Linked DNA regions of Rattus norvegicus: region 1 is linked to region 2. The links are chromatin contacts, called in public Hi-C maps. All regions are on one chromosome and are shown on one strand. The core of a region is the stretch at or near the end of the contact, and the rest is flanking DNA. Distances in the headings are between cores, read along the strand shown.

The links. A called contact is a pair of places that touch in the nucleus more often than the background predicts.
Region 1: a contact with region 2 is called in a Hi-C map of psoas muscle, with 4 times the contacts expected there. The contact joins the enhancer-like site here to the promoter of Mfge8 in region 2. A contact is called at or near these places in 12 of 12 Hi-C or Micro-C datasets (the A7r5 cell line, the Rat2 cell line, Schwann cells and 7 more) and 1 of 1 datasets of contacts at active chromatin or transcription factors (oligodendrocytes).

The regions. Positions count from the first base shown.
Region 1 is chr1:142,576,638-142,579,780 of GRCr8, forward strand. No RefSeq gene overlaps it. Among named protein-coding and RNA genes, the nearest start is that of Abhd2, 49 kb to the right of the region's middle. Within about 2 kb of position 1,559, at least 10 of the 93 cell types and tissues checked have an H3K27ac peak or open chromatin away from gene starts, as enhancers often do.
Region 2 is chr1:142,487,821-142,490,735 of GRCr8, forward strand. It overlaps Mfge8 (milk fat globule EGF and factor V/VIII domain containing), which reads right to left and starts at 1,611. Exons shown (of 9, transcript NM_012811.3): 1 at 1,458-1,611. The coding sequence starts at 1,530.

The DNA of each region.
Region 1 (3,143 bases), core at 309-2,808, 89 kb after region 2:
CAGGAGGATCTCTGTGAGCTTGAGGCCAGCCTGGTCTACAAAGAGAGTTCCAGGACAGCCAGGGATATTACACAGAAAAACCCTGTCTCAAACAAACAAAGACAGAAGAGAAAGAAGGAACAAAAGAAAGAAAGGGGGAAGAAGGAAGCTTCCGTCGGTCCTCTACGTGTGCAATGAGCTCTTTGTATGTTGCCATCCTGGGCCATGATTTGCAGCACAAAGACCTTAGGAGCAGGACTCCTTTTCTTGGCTGCTAAAGCCCATCCCTTTGCCAGTGACGTGCTTTCAGTTCCTAGGTAAAACATCTCCATGGTCTTGGCAAGTGCACTTTCTCAGTAAACAACTCATTCTCTCAGAAGCAACTCCATGGGCACTTCCTGGACACCCACTCATGGGCAAGCACTGAGGTTGCTCTTGTCCAAAGATGCATCCTGCTGTGGGCAGAGCAGTCAAGCAGCCTTCAGAAATGCCACAAGCACGCACCTAGATGTGAGCTTAGACAGCAGGGTTCTCAGAAGCCAATAAAATGGTGTCTGCCAGGGGTTAGGGATGGAGAAAGATTAGGGTTCTGATGGGCAAAGGCACGGCATTTCAGTTAGGCTCCTAAATTCAGAGATCTCGTTTTGTGACATACAGTGTTACCAAACTTGGGCACAACCTGTGTCCCAACAAACCAGTTAGGCTAGCACCCCCCCCCCCGTCCCCAGGAGCCAATTAAAATAGTCAAATTGATCGTGGAAAGCAGGTTTATTTAATGAGGCCACATTGAGAAGAGGGACAAAGGAATCAGCAATGTCCCCATCAACCCCAGTCTATCTTTGGGGTCCTGAAGTGTGGTAAAAAATTAAATAGAGAGCAGGCATACACGTGTCTGAGCAGTCCAGATTAAAGTGTAGCCCTGCCCCCGCCATTGATCCGTCATTATCTGTAATGCATAAGTGTCTTTACAGGAGACAAGTCCCCTTTCCTCTCAGCGTGAGAATCCCAGGGAAGTTCCATTTCTTTGACGGTCATTGGGTCTGATTGAGAGACAAAATTGTTTCCTTGGAATAACTTCATTTCTACCAAGCCAGGAACAAGTATGAAGAAAATCCATCTTGCACTTGGAAATTGCTGAGAGATTTTGAGACTTCCCAAGACAAATAAAACTGTGGGGTAATATGCTCAACTACTAGCCCGATTTAGCCACTCCACAACATATAAATATATCAAATCACCATGATGTATGCCAACTTTATTTGTGAAATAATACAACACACACACACACACACACACACACACACACACACACACGTTGATTATTTGAAAGAAACAGCTGTCTTTTTCTCCTTTCCTGCCTTCACATTATGTCGGGAGACTCTTCCTCAATTCAGAAGAATACAGATCTATCTCAGTGGCTGGAGAACCAGCCAGGACAGCCGTCCAATTTGGAACAGTTATGAAGATGCGTGTCCCTTGGACTACCACAGATGAGGAACGTCCCTGGCTTTTCCCAGAAGCGGAAGTCATGGGATGCCCAGAGTACCACGCAGGGTGGTGCACTTTGGTTCCCACTTAAACAGCATTGGCCGCTTGCCTTGGTCTCTATCAGTAAAGAGGGATGACAATGAGTGGCGCTCATCCAACCTTGAGATTTCCTGCTCCCAGGGGCCCTCTAGCGGTCAGATGCATCCAGGCTCTTTGACCTCTCATGGTATCCCCTTAACTGTAAGTATCAAAAAAGCTTGGGTTGGGCAAAGGAACCATCCTGCCTTTGCCAAACTTGGCCCAGATTTAATCTGGGAGCTGGGGAGTTTATTATCGGGAACCTCTGACTTTTACTGGAGTTTTATTAAGTGCCCCAAGTTGGGCTGCTAACGTTTTTTTTAGACCCTCACTCTGCTCTATGATATGAAGAGCCTTTGGGGAAGTTACTGCACTGAGAATATCTTACCTTCACACATTTCTCCCCTTTTTCTCCTGAAACATTCATGGTAGTAAATGTGCCATTAATAGATGCAGCTTGAGAAAATCGTTTTGAATTGTTGCATAAAGAGATAAAACAGTCTTTGCAGTGGGCTGACAACACCCTTGGGCTCACGTGTATGTGAGTGTGTGTCTCCCTATATACCTGACTTCTTCACAAAAAGCATCAAGACTTTCCAAGGGCCTTCAGTGTGGGCTCCTCTGGCCCCAGGCCACCTGGGCTCTAATGTCGAGCAGACAATTCTGACTGAATCCATGCTCAGTGTCCAGAGCTCCGAGCATTACGGAAAGTCCCAGATGTGCTGTCCTAGACTCTGAGACTCACTGAAATCCCTAGGGTAAGGTTCACGAGGAATCACATGTATCTCAGTTTTCTTGACGGACCCCCCCCCCACCTGGCAGAAGGATTTGTCAATCTCTAATTGGTACCCTCGTCTACACCATGTATAAGAATGTCTCAGTGAGCCAGCCTGGTAGCATAGGCCTGTAGTCCTAGCGTTCAGGAGACTGAGACAGGAAAAATGGAAATTATCCGAACCTATGGTCTACTGGAAATCGCAAAGGGAGCCATAGCCATAGGATCTCCATGACTCTGGGCAGCCGCAGGATAACTAAAAGTCCTGATGAGGATCCAGTAGTGGTGGTGTGGTAGAAGCCAGAGGCCTCGAATCAGACCAATCACTCAGTTGCAATGAACCTTCACAAATAAAGCTGTTTGGGCAAAAGGGTGTACTGTGGGACACACTGCAGACCCTGGTGCAACTACGTATGGGTCATGGAGAGGTGGAAAAGACACAGGAGCGGAATGGTAGAAGTACATGGAGAAACTACAGATCAATAGCTGTGATTGGTATGGTATGGCTGCAATCGATAGAGGAGCAAGTCATGGCCAGAGGGTAGACAAGATGGGTTGGTTGATTTGTTTTATTTCAATTTTTCTCTTGAGGGAAGGTCACAAGGTTGGAGGATGGATATGGAAGGCCTGGGATGTAAGTGGGACTGGGGTGCATGATGTGAAATCTTCAAAGAATCAATAAAAACAATGTTGAAAAAAAGCCTTAGAATATTGTGAGGACCCTAAGAAATGAGGACCAAGAAGGAGATCGTAGTAAAACATAAAGAACGAAGTATGGAGCTGAGAGGTGACTCTGTGGGTAAAAATTCACTGTGTGGGGGTT
Region 2 (2,915 bases), core at 361-2,860:
CTGGAATCAAACCTCAGAGATCTCTTCTCCTCCCCACAGCTGCCCACCCAAAGCACAAGGGCCCTCCTCAAAGCTCAAGGCCCCAGGGAGCTCAGACTCCCAAGCTGCAGGCAGGCAACACCATTAATGAGCACCAGCCCACACAGCTCCCTCGGCAAGGGCCTGGGGATCCTAAGGCGCTGTGGCAGAACTATTAGTCACTTGCTTTAAATAGCAGGTTAATCCCCTCTGACCTGGAAGGGCACAGACACAGCCTCACATGGAGACTCTGGATCCGCCAAGGCCTAGGCACCCCATACCAACAAGGGCCCAGCTTCTAGCCTTCCCTACAGCTGCACCTGGAACCAAACCAAGGGTCCAGAGAGGAAATCAGAAAGTGGAAGGTGGCCAGCAGCAGCGTTGGGACTGAGGCTGGCCACCTGCATATGAGACCCGGAGAGGCCAGCTCCTCTATAAATCCTATGGGACTTCAGGGTCCTGCTCTGGGAAGTGTCTCCAAGAACATTTGGCAATGTTGTGGAGAAGGCAAAGATAAGGGGTAAAAAGGATCAGAGGAGACCCCAGGCATCTTTCCAGCTGAGTGAACAGACTAGCAGTTCCCAGTTCGTGAAAGCTTGGAGCACCCAATGCCTTCAGCTCCAATCCCGAGGTCAGATCCTGTGCTAGGCCGACAGAGCTGAGCCTAGCTGTGATCGCTCCTGCCTGTGATCTCGCCAGTCCCATTTCTATGAGAAACGATGTCGAGGCTGCTTGAGCCGCTCACCGGCCCCACGTGGGCACTGCTTTTTCATGATGAACTCTCCACAAGCATCCCGCAAGAGGCCCAGACTTCTACCGGGGACCTCAGAGCGGAGGAGGAGGGCTAGGGGAGATAAAGCAGCCGGCCAAGGCCAGCCGGGGGCAGGAATCCCTTTTCTAAGTTCCAGACCCGCCCCACCTATAGTCAGTCTCTCGCACGGGCCCCTCAGTCCTTTCTTCCCTTATCTGATCAAACACCAACAAGTGGGGCACAGAAGTTCATTGGATTTTCTAGCCAGGTGGGTTCAGAAGAGAGTTTCTGGTTAAGTTAACTGGAGATGTACCCTCACAAGAGTACTATATTCTCCCAAATTGTTAGGATTGGAAAGCAGACACAGTTCGGTGGCCTCATTTTACAGACGCGGTAAAAAGAGGCAGGACGCAGCGGATTCCTTTGTTATGTGTAAGTCACATCCCCGGGGGAGGCTGGGCTGTCACCGGGTGTCCAGGGTCACCGCTCGGTGCAAAAGCTAGGATCACAGCCTCAAGGCCCCAGGGCAGAGCACGCAGAAGCACGTTCGCCTCTCCTACCCGGATGCAGCCCCTGAGCGTCCCCCTCCAGGCTTTGCTCAAGTTTGTCAACAGTAAAGATAGAGGGAGGGCCCCGCTGAGAACTTCCGAGCGGCGGGCAGAAGAGGGGCGAGGCCAGAGGGACTCACCGGACGCAGCGAAGAGGCCGGAGGCGCAGAGCAGCACACCGCACAGCGCGGCCAGCACACGGGAGAACTGCATGCTGCGGGACGCGGGAAATGGTCCACAAGCTCCGATGCTGGGACCGGAGAGTTCCTGCGTCCGCTCCTCTCACAGGGGAATAAATCAGGCGCTCAGCTCCGCCCACTGGCCCCAGGGCTCCGCCCCGGACAGCCCCGGGAGGACTCTGGGCGGAGCTCCGAGACCACAGTGGGAAGAGGGAGGGCTGAAGGGGGGTGGGGGGGTCCAGTGCCTCAGCCTCCCGGTGAGCCACGCCCTTCACCCCCCGCTGCCAGTCCTCAGCCTGAGGCCAAGTCCCGCTTCCTGAATGGACTGGACCGGAGAAAATTGCTCTGGAGGAAATTTTAAAAGGGAGCTCGATGATGGAGTGCTTCCCTAAGCATGCTGGAGACCCTGGATTCGATCCCCAACCCAGCAAAGATAAGTCGATAAAATAAAATAATCCAGGAGCGGTGGTGGCTCATGCTTGTAGTGCCAAGTCTTAGAAAGCTGGATCAGGAGGATTAGACAGCAGTTCCAGATCAGATCCCCAGTGTGTGCTCCATCCATAATGAGTTCCGATTAGTCTGGGCTACAGAATGGGACCCTCTTTCCTAAATGTGTTTGTTTATTGATTATTTGTTGTTTAGTTAATTAAAAATAACTGTTTAGACTTAAAATGCTAATTCTTATTGTAATGAGAGAATAGCAAATTCAGGCTACAATGAGTCCTGTGTTTCCTTTATCAGATTGGCAAGTGTCCGGCTGTTAACAGCAGAGGCTGTGGAGCAACAGGCCGAGGCATGCGGACCTTGGACAGAGTATGAGCCAGCTCAGCCTCTTTCTTGGGAAATAGTTTTCAAAAAGACAAAGACCAACACCTTAAGACCTAGCAGTTGTGCTCAGAGATGCACACTCATTTCATCAGACAGACATTGTGCAAAAAACGACACTACACGATGACATCATAATGCCTTTAGAAACGATGAAAAGACCAAAAAAGAAAAAAAAATTGTCAAACTTGTGTAAAAGTTCCAAATAGGAAATACTTTAGGATTTTGGCCAGCGTGGTGGTTCAAGCCTACAATCCCAGCACTCTGGAGGCAGAGACGAGAAAATTATAGAAAGTCCAAGGCTATCTTGGACAACACAGTGAGTCCTGGGCTATCCTGACCACCAGAGTGAGACTCTACTTCAAACAAACAAACAAACAAACAAATAATAGAAATAAAAATCTGGCTAAGCAGATGGCTCAGTGGGTAGAGCACTTACTGAGCAAGTGTGGTGACCTCAGTTCAATCCCCACAAATCCTTTGGGAAAGCAGAGCCCAAGTCCACAAAGCTGACCTCTGACCACCACACCCCCCCCAGTGTGCCAACACACATACACACTAATGGCGATGATGATGATGAGGAGGAGGAGGAGG